Linked DNA regions of Macaca mulatta: region 2 is linked to region 1. Evidence: chromatin contacts called from public Hi-C data. All regions are on one chromosome and are shown on one strand. Each heading gives the region's core, a stretch centred on a gene start, on an enhancer-like site or on the middle of the called end of the contact. The rest is flanking DNA. Distances are from core to core; before and after follow the strand shown.

Region 1 (5,898 bases), core at 2,184-4,683:
TAAGAAGAAAGGTTAATTGAAAGGGATTCAATGCTGTGTTGATTCCCTCCAGAAGAGCCTGGGGCAGAGGCTGATAAAATGGTTAGAGCTGTAAACCAGGTTGCTATGACTGGGAAAATCCTGTTCTCAGGTATGCATTTAACTGGGCTGTTATCAACACGTTTACTGTATTCTTGGGGATTACAGGAAGCACAGATTATACTGTTTTTACTGAATATATTGAATGCTACCAATAATATAACCAGTCCGTGGAGCACTTGCCATGAAGTAGGTCTGTCAGAGGGATATTACCTGCCTTGTCCTCACCACAACCATGTAAATTAAATACTCTGTCCCACGTTAAGGATAAGGAAAACAGGGATTCAGAGATGTCAAGTAACTTGCCCGAGTTCTCCTAACTACACAAACGCCAAGAGGAGATTTAAATTCAGGTCCCTAATTCCAGATCCTGTTCTTTCCATTCTATCATGGTGCTTTTCTTTGAACCACGTGCATTTGAAATTTGATTTTAAAGTTTGTTTTAAATTGATTTGTCAAATTATTAATAAATTCAAACGGCATAAAGTTAAAAAAGTACACAAGTAAAGGACCGCGTGAAAACAAAGAACATATGAAAAGCAATCTCTCTCCTAGCCATCCAACCCACTTCCCTGAGGCAGCTGTGTTTTCAGAGCCTTGTATATCTTTCCAGGGTATATGACCATGTGTAGGATTAAGAAATGTCAGCATCAAAATGATTGAGTCTCTAGCATTATAAAAAATTTTATTTGCATGACTAAGGCAAAAAGTCACAATAAGAGGTTAATTGACTTAAACATCAAAATTAAAACAACTTCGCTTGCTCCAACAGAAATTTAAATTCAGTCAAAAGCTAAGCACAGAGGAGGTTCAAAATAAAATGTGTTAATTCACCATTCAGTCTTTTGAATAGTTTTGAGTCACTACTAATGGAAGGCTTCAAAATGATTGGGTAAATTTTCTCCAAAGCTTTATGCACATTTCCAAAACCCTGTTAGAAAGCTCCGAATTATCCAGCCTGTCTTCCTTTCCTTTATTTTATCAAAAATGTTGTTCTGATATCCAGGTCTATTTCGTGGTTATTAGATTGGCCATTAGCCAACCAAGTGAATGTTGGCTAGAGATACTCATCAAGATTCTGGGCCAAAATGTCAGTTTGGATTTTATTTCTGGTTATATTATGGACACACTAGATGGTCATTTCTCTAACAAAACATCTTGAAGTCTTAAAAATGCTCCCAAACTCTTTTCCCCACACGTTGTTTTGTCAGTATGAGTCCAGTTTTCACATGCAAAGTGAATCAGATCTATCACACGCAGTTTTAAGTACATTTTTGCAAGAGGTCCCATTTTTAGCCAAGTCACAGCTGAGCTTTACTTTCAGCTAATTAGTACTTGTTCTTAAATTGGGCAGTTCCAACCCAAGCTAGGAGATGAGATGCAATTTACTTCCTCTCTACTCTCCTAAAATTAACTGAGCTGAAAAATGTGAGTGTTCCCTTGTTTTTCCCTGGGTTTGGTTCCATCATAAGGAATTCAACAGAACTCAGAATATTTCAACAAGTCTTGCTGTTCTAATTTGAACAGTAATAGAGTACTTCCTTTCAAAACCTCAGCTCTTTGGTTGCCAAGCAACCATTAATTTATTGTAACTAACTAGTTTTAAAATATATGTGATGATGAAATGCAACAATATGCTTTTCTTGCTCCTGAACGTACACAGCATTGGCCAGATCCGAAAGAATATGGCGGTCTTGAAGTATCAAAAACAATCATGAGGAATGCTTTCTGAGATCAAGAGAAGAAGAAATCTGTTCCCTGTATGAGCTCCTTAAGAGTGGCCTTAGGGAATACAGGAATCTGTAAGGGTTATAAGGTTTACACAATTCGATGTCCACAAAATTAGAGAAGCCCCAGGCACTGGAAGATCCCTAAAGAAGAGTGACATGAACTAGGAATAAGATATAGGGTTCCCTTGAAGGGCCCTGACAATACTTCCATTCAGTTCATTGGCAGAACCTTTTAATTCATCCTGTATTATGTAAGGATGTTTTAAAGTGTGTGTAGTCGATTTATTAAATGTGCTAAATTCAATGGGATAGAAATAGGACAGACCATATTTTTCCCTCTCCCTTTGCCTCCAACGGGCTCCATCAGGTCTCCCTGTCCTTCCCCTGTCACATTTAGGGTAGATCCTGTAATTTTCCTCACTTTGCTTAAAAATGCCTTCATAGTGTCCATGAAGACCCATTATGAGGTGTTAAATTGTGCTTTTCAATCTATATTAGAGCTTCAATATTGAAAGTTCCAATTTAAAGAACTTCTTTTCCACTGGTCATAGCTGACTGGCTATTTAGAGACCTGCAGGTGGAGAGCAGGAATGGTTTGCTCTTTTCACTCCTCCTTGCTCGTCTACTCCAATCGCCCATCTCTGCCTGGATCCTGTGGTATTAAGACAGGGAAGAGGAGGTCGGGGGAAGGGGATGATGTCTTTTCACTTGTCTGGAGCTGTTTGTCCCATCCCTAGCTGCTGATGCCCTTTCGTGGGGCAAGCATCCAAATGGTATCTTTCTTACTGGGTGCATTTGTGGATTCTTTAGATACCTTGTAGGAATACCGGCATTTCACATTGCCTTGTGATCCCCCTCAATTCCTGTGCTTGTTAAACTTACAGCCTCTCAGTGCTGGGGTCTCCTCATTTGAGGAGGTAGCGCTTTTGGGCCAGGAACCTTCAAGGTTCATCATTCCCATGGCATCCACGTGGCCCCTTTTGCCCTATCAATGATAGGAATACCAGCTTGCTATCATAACTTCCCATTGATAAGGCAAGAGGACTCTTTGCTCTCTCAGACTCTGAAGATAGGTGTTCATTGCTGTAACAGTGAAATAGCAAGAGAACTAACATAACTAACTCCATTTTTGTTTCAGGGGCCTTTACCCATTCCTGCATGTAGGCTAGGATAATTTTAGAGCACTGAGATATTACATAAAAACGGCAATCATGTAGTTTTAAAAACTGACTCTGGGATTAAAGGAGACTTATGTAAACAATTAACTATGTTTTGTTAAAGATTTATAGGAGCATCATGACCTGACCAAAGACAAAGAAGTTCCCCGCCTCCTCAGACCCTTGCTGGTGCCCGGATGTCTGTGAGGTCATTGGTCACCTCTGCATCCCAACCCCCTCCTCCTTCTCCAGCATTAACATAAAAAGAGTACAATTTGTACTGATTTAAGATGGTACTTTAGGATGCAATTCCATCATCGTCTCGGTTTGCTGGCTCTCCGAATGAGCATGCTTTTCCTCCCACCAATTCGTGTCTCATTTTGGGCTTTTCAGCAATGAGCAGCTGAATCGGGGTTCGGCTGCATTGCTTCCTGAGATTCTCTCACCATGTCACTCCCCTGGGGGCACCAGGGTGGGTCTCTTGGGGCTTTGTGTTCAACCAGGAAGTGGTGTAAGAAACAGACCTAATTTCTATAGGATAAGTAAAGGACCTAAGCCTCTTGGAGATTGCCTTTACTTGCCTAGGGCACGGGGGAGAAGGAGCTATAAAACTGTACTCCTGTGAATTTCCTCCCTCTAGTAAACACCCTTTTTCTTTCTAGCATGGGTGGGTGGTGAAACAAAGGCCAATGGGTTGTCATGGCATTTTTAATAAGTCTTACAGATCTGTGACTGGCACTTTTTAAAATTATTTTGGTACTAAATGCCTATTTCTTGTGGCCTTGAAATTCTGTGATATATGAAAATGTTAATTTTCGTATGTCATTATAGAGGCAACCACAAGAGGGCAATGTTTCAGCAGCAGAAACAAAACCCTAGGAGAAGATGGCTGCCCTCCTTGGAATCCACTGATGTTGCTCTGATGCCTTTGGTCTACTTAGGTTGAAAGCTAGATAGAAAGTTCAGAATTGGGACAAGGTCAAGGGTCACATCAAGAGAATGCAAAGAGGGAAAGGTGTAGCAACACAGCAGGACACCAGACAGGCAGACAAAGACTAGAAAGTTTGGGAAGAAATCTGCAGTTGAGAAATGGGAAGTAAAGCATTCTTTTCTCACTTCTACTCTTACCCTACAAACCTGCTCCAGGCTATTCCACTCTGTGGTAGGTGGAGTCTTCCAAGAAGTAGACACCCAGAAGGATCAGAAGTCTGAGCAATTTCTTTGGGAAAATACGGAGGGAGAAAGAAGAAGCCTGGCATTGGGAAGGCAGGGAGAGCCATCAGATAGTAATGGGGGCATGAACATTATGAAGGAGAGAGTCAAGGTGGGAAGATTGAGTGGAAGATCTGCAACAGCCGTGCAGCTCCAACAAAGTCCAACAAGGGCACCGAGTTGTTCTTAAGTTTACATTGCTTACCTGAGTGGCTCCCTGCCAGCCACAGTCATTAGCTGGGAGCAGTCTGTGGGAAGCAAGACCTAACGAAGACATGAGAAGGATTTTGGAGCATAGCAGCTAGGGCTGCCAGTCAGCTATGCTCCCTATCGTTAGAGATATGAGAGGGGCATTTGCAGGGCCACTGCACTCCCTAAACAATGAATGAATGAATGCCCTTTTCTTATAGTTGTTTAACCACTACGTTACCATCCAATCTTATATCTATTTCCTGCAAAGCTTTTGAAATACAAGTACCTACCCACTGTTATTATTTACATACTTCACATGCATTTTTTTAAATCCACAGCAAGTTGGATTCTCCTTCCCACTGTCCACTGAAACTGTTCCAGCCAAGGTGATCAGTGACTTCTCATTTATTTGCCCTATTTCCAAAGACTGCAGGAATTTGGAGCTCAGAAATAAAGTCAAGTGGGGAAGATAATGGTGGATACAGAGATATTTGAACAGCCAAAAATGCGAGAGAGGGAAGGGAGATAAAGCTTTGAACATTTTATAAAAGAGAAGGAAGAAAAGAAGAAGACTGAGAGGTTAAAGAAAGTGTGGACTTTAAAAAAAACTTCTGGGATACTGAAAAATCTTTTCAAGCAGGCGAATCAGGCAAACCCAGGGACTTTGTGATCACATGAAATTGAAGTGGAAAAAAGAACCAATCAAATCTTGCATCTTCTGGCTACCCTCAGATTTGCCAGAAGAGGTCAGCAAAGACATCGACATCAGTCTTTGCCCTCCCTGGAAGAAGGATGGTGGGTTAGAAAGTGCTTTCTGCCACTTTGATTAGAATTTATGCAAGGCTTCCATTATCCATACCCCTATCTTTTTTAGGCCCTCTTTCCAGAGTTTAACAGCTGCCTGAGCTCCTGGTGAGAGGACAGATCAATCCAAAATAAATAATAACACACATAATCTGTGTGTCTTATGGAATGACAGATCTTCAACTTAAATTTATGTACTGCATCTCTATGTAAACTAATTAAAATTTCTGGCATGTTAGCCTATGCAATTAGACAAGAGAAAAAAATGCAGGGGCAAGATGTTAAAAAGGAGGAGTAAATAAGATTAACATGAATTTTAAATAATTTGTTTATCTGGAAATCTCAACAAAATAAAGTAAAAAACCCATGTGGCTGGGCACAAAATTTATATTGAGAGTCAAAAAACTTCACATATAAAACATATTAAGTTAGACAATGTAGTGGAAGAAAAGAACCTCATTTACAAAAGCAAAAACAAATATAACATTATTAAGAATAAGCTTGACAAGTAACGATTTGCATTTAAACGAGATTGACACTTAAAAAAAATGCTCCTGAAAGACACAAAAGTAGATTTGAACAGATGGAAAGGTGGAGTAAACAATATAAAGATATCAATTCTCCCCTAAGTGTATCCATAAAAATGTTACAATCACAATTAAAAATTCAATAGTATTTTTTAAAGCTAGACAAGCAGATTATACTTTATTAATTCATTCATTCAT
Region 2 (5,898 bases), core at 995-3,494, 230 kb before region 1:
GAACTAGACTTTGCTACTGACCTTATACTTTCATTTGAGGACTACCTAAGTTTGGTATGATTCGCAGCATTCTTTTTACATTTTCCTCAATAATCGTGATTTAAAATTTACCTAATAAAAGACAACTTCAGATTCCTAACGTTCAAGCTCTAAGATATCTGGGGAGGGGGTGTCCAATATTTTGTGAACAGCTCTTTGAGACAATGCTGCTGGAACCATCCTGAAGAATGACAACGGAGAATAATGTTTTTCCTCTTCTCCAGCGGTCTGCCCCAAGTAACCCGCTCTTGCCCCACTGTTTACTTCAAGGTAACCCAGAACTGGTAAAACCAGAGGCACAGGTGCCACTAGCATTGCTACAGGTCGGGAACTGAGCAAAACAGACACTCACTTACTCCAGCCTCTTTCTTTTCTCTTTTGGCTTCCTGCCCACTTCACTCTTTTCCCTGCATTCTTTCTTTCCTCTCTGCTCACTTTGTCCCCTCCCATTTGGAGAAATAAAGCATTGAACTGACCCTTCACGTATTCATCTGCCATTCTATAACTCATCTTTATCTCCAAACATCCTTTCTAGACTATTGGTTTTTACCCATCCCCTCTCTTTTGGCATCATCTTCTGGAATTCCTGGGATCAGGATGTCACCCTATCACTCCACTAATAGCACACATGGCCTGCTTGCAGTCAAATCCAAAGCCTTTTTCTTCACCCTTTACTTTCCTCGGAACCTCTGCAGCACTTCTTGATAATTTCTGGCAGCCTTTCTTTCCTGAATCTTCTTTCTCTGTAGCCACTCTGGTTTCCCTTCTACCCCATGGACTGAGTGCTGTGCTCTGCTTCACCAGCCCTAACTGTGTGTTAGTTGGGTGTCTTAAGTAGGATGATCATGTAATTCTTCATCCAGACCATGATATTCTTGAGAATTGAAGGGTGCTCAATTGACAACAGACAATAAACAGAGATTGTCCCTGGCAAACCGATATGTCTGGCCACCCTCTCCTTAAGGCTCAGGAGGAGAAGAAAGCAGAGAGATCTCAGGGCAGGATATGAATGAACATAGTTCGAGGAACTTTCAAAGTCCATCTTCAGGTTTCTTGGTTACTTCTGTTTAGAATCTCAAGTTAAAAATTCAGCTTCATGTTCATAAAAGGGTCACGTTTTCTGAGAAGTGTCAGAGCAGGTTTGGGAGAGAAGAGATGGGTGAGGAGAGAGTTCTACCTGAGGAAAAGGCAGAAGTGGTTGGACCAGGTCCCGCAGTCCTCCCTGAGTTCCAGTCACAGAGTCTGCCCTTTTAGGTAAAGAGGAACTTGGCTCTGAAACCGCTTCCAGGCTCTTCTCAGCCCAGGATTGCCCAAGATCAGTTGTATTGAGTGGCCGGCAGGGTAGGCAGCCATGATGATCTTGCACAAAATATTCCAGGAACTGTAAGTGTCAAAGATGTTGGACATGGAAAGAAATAGAGCAACTGCATTGAAAATGTAGAGGATGAGAAAGTAGCTGGTGGCTTTGATGGCCCCTATGTGAGCCTTCATGCTGGGGTCCCTGGACCCTGTGGCATTGCTTCCCATGTGTAGGGTGTGTCTCTTGAGAGAGAGGATCAGCAGAGTGGCTGCCAGGATGAACATGATCAGAGGAATGAAGATCCCTATGTTATAGAAAAATACCAGGTTGACCATATTGGTCTCAGAGAAGTACTTCTTCTCCGTGGAGTTGTAGGAGGGGATAGGAATGGAGCTATTCACATACACATTGAAGACATCTTTTGAGAGAGGAAAGCTGAAGCTTAAGGAAACCAACACTGACAGCCCGAGGAGCCAAGGCATCAGCACTATGATTTTCCTCTTCATCAGGAAGAACAAAGGATGATTGAAGTTTGCAATTCTAAGACAATAGAAGACTTTGAGCCAGGCAGCAAACCAGAGATTGGAATGGTTCAGAAAGACAGTGATGACTTTGAAGAGGATATACACTGTGTTTTGGTTATAAACAATTCGGAATAGCAGACTGAAAATGTTCTCCAGCATCATCCAAATCTGTAGCAAGAGCCTGGAAAAGCTCAGCATCAACATAATGCAGTCACCAGTGGGGAGTGTTTTGCCCCTGGCCCACTCAGCCCCATAGATGGCCGTGATGAAGCCACTCCCAAGGATGCCTGTGATGCACTCTATTCCGGAGACCACCAAGGTGAAGATGACCTTGAACCTGGATATGTCTTTGTCTGTGGCATCTGTGTTCATGGTTGCCATTCTCTTTGATCCTGACTTTCAGGTTTCTATGCCAAGAACGGGTAACTGCTCTGCAATCTTCTGACCCTTGCTCAATGTTATTGTAATTTCCGCCCCCCTCATTAATGGTTATTTCCAATTTTTCTCCATTTGTTTATCACATGACGACAAGTTAGAGGTTTCACATGCAAATAATGAGAGGATCTGGTTACTGGGTCTGTCTCAGTTTTTCATAAAGATACATTTGTCTTGGGCTTTCAGAAGCTCACTGGAAATAATTTGAGACATGTTTCTAGCTCAATACCTTCCTACCTTATTTACTTTAAGTCCACATTTACCTGATAAGGCATGAATACAAGACCTTTTTACTTGTCTCACAAGATCTCTGTTACCTGCTAAATTATTTGTAAAAGCTCATACAGCTTTTAAAATCTGTTTTCTCCACTTCTTTTCTTGTCTCTCTTATTTTGGGAGAGAGTTTTATTTTGATGGTTACCATGTTTGTGAATAAGAAATTCCCATACGCTCATATATGAACATCTTTTACTTAGAATTGAGTTTCTTCCAAAAAGGCCTGCTATTATAATGTCCTCAAATAGTATACAGAAAAGCCAAAATTGGATGCCATTCAAGTTGGAGACAAGGAAGTCTCCATAGTCCCAGTTTTTATTGTTTGTGTACGTGTCATCAATTTCAGCTTACTGAGATCCCACATGACTATTTGAGCTCAGAATCAGGTAGAATGAGCCTGGGGAGAATTCAGTGTTTTGGACTTGGTGTTGAAGTTCAGAAATATGATAAGGTACTATAACTTGAAATTTAATTTCCTACTTTTTAACCCTGGCTGTGAACCAGAATGGTAGATGCCCGGGACTCATACAAATCTAGGAAATCAGAATCTGGACTAGGGCTCAGGCATGCTATCTTTTAAAAAAGCCAAAAGGTCTTGTTGCTCATAGTCAGGATTGAGAACCAAAATCTTAGCTAGAAACCAATGAGCCTTGGGTCAGATTTGGTCTGTGGTCTTTTTACTTTGCATTGGCTAATGCTATACAGCATTAATCCACCAGTGTGTAACTTTTTTTTTTTTGAGGGGTTCTATTGGCCAACATTTAAACTTAGGAGATTACTTATATGCACACACAAAAAATCTATCTTCTCTTGAAAAATTAGAAGATTTGGCATAGTGAATTGGCTGAAGCTGAGTAGTGGCTGCCCATTTTAAACAAGGCATATACTTTTCAGTTTGTTGACAATACTAATTCCTAGTGTCTTCTTGACACAGAAGCTGAGTGCCAGTTATCATTTTCCAGTGTGCTTGCCCTGTTATTTTTATTTGATTTATTTTTTTTTTTTTTGAGACTGGGTCTCACTCTGCCACCCAGGCTGGAGTGCAGTGGCGTAATCATGGCTCACTGCAGCCTTGACCTCCATAGCGCAAGTGATCCCCACACTTCAGCCACTTGAGTAGCTGGGACTACAGGTGCATGCCATCACACCTGGCTAAGTTTTGTATTTTTTGTGGAGACAGAGTTTCACCATGTTGGCCAGGCTGATCTTGAATTCTTGGGCTCAAGCAATCCTCCCATCTCAGCCTCCCAAAATACTGGGACTGTAAGTGTGAGCCACCATCCCTGGCCTTGGTCCATTATATTTTTTTATAATATAAATGGATGAATGATAAAAATGGATTTCCCCACCCCAAATTAATTTTATTTAAAATAAGGAAGTTGGCTCGGCTCAGTGGCTCATGCCCGCAATCCTAGCACTTTGGGAGGCTGAGGAAGAGGATTGCTTGAGCTCAGGGGTTTGAGGTCAGGTTGGGCAACATGGTGAAACCCCGTATCTACAAAAAATACAGAAAATTAGCCGGGCATGGTGGCACGCACCTGTGGTCTCAACTACTCGGGAGGCTGAGGTGGGAGGATCCTTGAGCCTGGGAGGTGGAGGTCTTGGTGAGCTGAGATGGAGCTACTGCACTACAGCCTGGGTGACAGAACCAGACCCTGTCTCAAAAATAAATAAATTAACTAAATAAAGAAGTCAGAGATTTATTATTATTTTAAAATGGCAATGTTATTAGATCATATTTGTATAGAAATAAGCACCAGGCAAAGCAATATATTTCAAAATTAAGAAAGCATTGTTTAGAGAAATTAAAACTTATGTCAACACAGAGATTTGTACAAAAATGCTCACAGCAGCTTTATTCATAATAGTCAGAACTAGAAACAAGATTTTTGGCAGGTTCTACATCTCCTGTAAGAGACTCATTAACTTTGGTTAGTTCTCTTAATTGAGGACAGTAGCATTTGTCAGCAGCTTTCATGTATTCCGAAGCATCAAACTCACTGTTTGGTTTATTTTGTCCCAACATATGCAAGTTTGTAATAAATGGTATCTCCCCAAATTTCTGGCACACAATCGTTGACTTCCATTGTTCTGGAACTGTTTTCTATTGGGTTTCATTCATGCTTTTCTCTGATTTTAAGAGGTGGGAACAGAAGGAGATGTTGGGCAGGGTCTACCTGCAGCCTCAGAAGCTCAGGCAAGAAGAGCAGGGAGGGAATCAGCCACTGGGGTGTGGGACTGTTGCTGAGGCTGTATGCAAGCTGGCAGTCTAGGCTGACAACTCCAAGCCACTCACAGTGCCACATTTACAGCTATGTGGGGCCAATTCATTTTTATTCCATATTTTCTCATTTGGAGAGCTAGAATGGAGGCATTGTCTCTACTTTAGGGAAGTTCTTTTTTTATTTTTATTTTTGGAAACAGGGTCTTGCTCTGTCACCCAGACTGCAGCACAGTGGCACGATCTCAGCTCACTGAAACTTCCCCCTCCCAGGTTCAAGGGATTCTCATGCCTCAGCCTCCCAAGTAGCTGGGATTGCAGATGTTTGCCACCATGCCTGGCTTATTTTTGTATTTTTAGTAGAGATGGGGTTTCACCATGTTGGTCAGGCTGGTCTTGAACTCCTGGCCTCATGTGATCCACCTGCCTCACCCTCCCATAGTGCTGGGATTACAGATGTGAGACACTGCGCCCAGCCTAGTTTACGGAAGTTCTCATGGGGTCTTCAAGAAACAAGTTTCAAATTCTTGGCTATGAAGTTTAAAAGCTTTGGTCCAGGCATAGGATAGAACAGATTGGAAGAATAGGTGGTCAGGGAAACATTTTTCTTTCACATCTCTCTCCATCACCACCATGTAGACTAGAAAATGCTTTCCCAGTTGGAGAGGAATGAAAGAAGAGGAGGCAGGAAAGAACCAGAGAAGGTAAGGATCTCTGTTGAAGGGGTCTCACACCTTGGCCCACTGCTCATGGCTGCATGGGGATGTCAAAGGCAGTTAGACTGCAAGAGAGCCCCTGAGTCCCCTGCAGCCCGTCCACACTTGGGAGAGCTGTTCAACCTTCCTTGTGTTCACAAAAGGAGTTTGGAAATCTGCTAAGGGAGTTATTGGATTCCATGAGGTCTAGTGGCCATATCAAGGAGACTTTGCAAGCATGACATCAAAGTGTGGACGTGTGAACTGACATCAACGTAAGGACAGAGGAATGATCACAGTATAGACTCTACATCCCACCTTCATGCCAATCTTAGAGTGACTCCCAAGGAGCAGAGATGTCACTCATGGAAGACAAGAAGGAGAAAGGAGAAGGGATAAACACAACAT

The links. Hi-C and Micro-C count contacts between places; a contact is called where the count stands out from the background.
Region 2: a Hi-C map of sperm shows a contact between it and region 1, with 2.5 times the contacts expected there. The contact joins the promoter of TAS2R40 here to the enhancer-like site in region 1. A contact is called at or near these places in 8 of 14 Hi-C or Micro-C datasets (blood, cortical neurons, fetal cortex germinal zone and 4 more).

What each region holds. Positions count from the first base shown.
Region 1 is chr3:183,014,921-183,020,818 of T2T-MMU8v2.0, reverse strand. No RefSeq gene overlaps it. Among named protein-coding and RNA genes, the nearest start is that of OR9A2, 23 kb to the left of the region's middle. Within about 2 kb of position 3,433, at least 3 of the 40 cell types and tissues checked have an H3K27ac peak or open chromatin away from gene starts, as enhancers often do.
Region 2 is chr3:183,243,933-183,249,830 of T2T-MMU8v2.0, reverse strand. It overlaps TAS2R40 (taste 2 receptor member 40), which reads right to left and starts at 2,244. Exons shown (of 1, transcript NM_001080764.1): 1 at 1,273-2,244. The coding sequence starts at 2,244. The coding sequence ends at 1,273.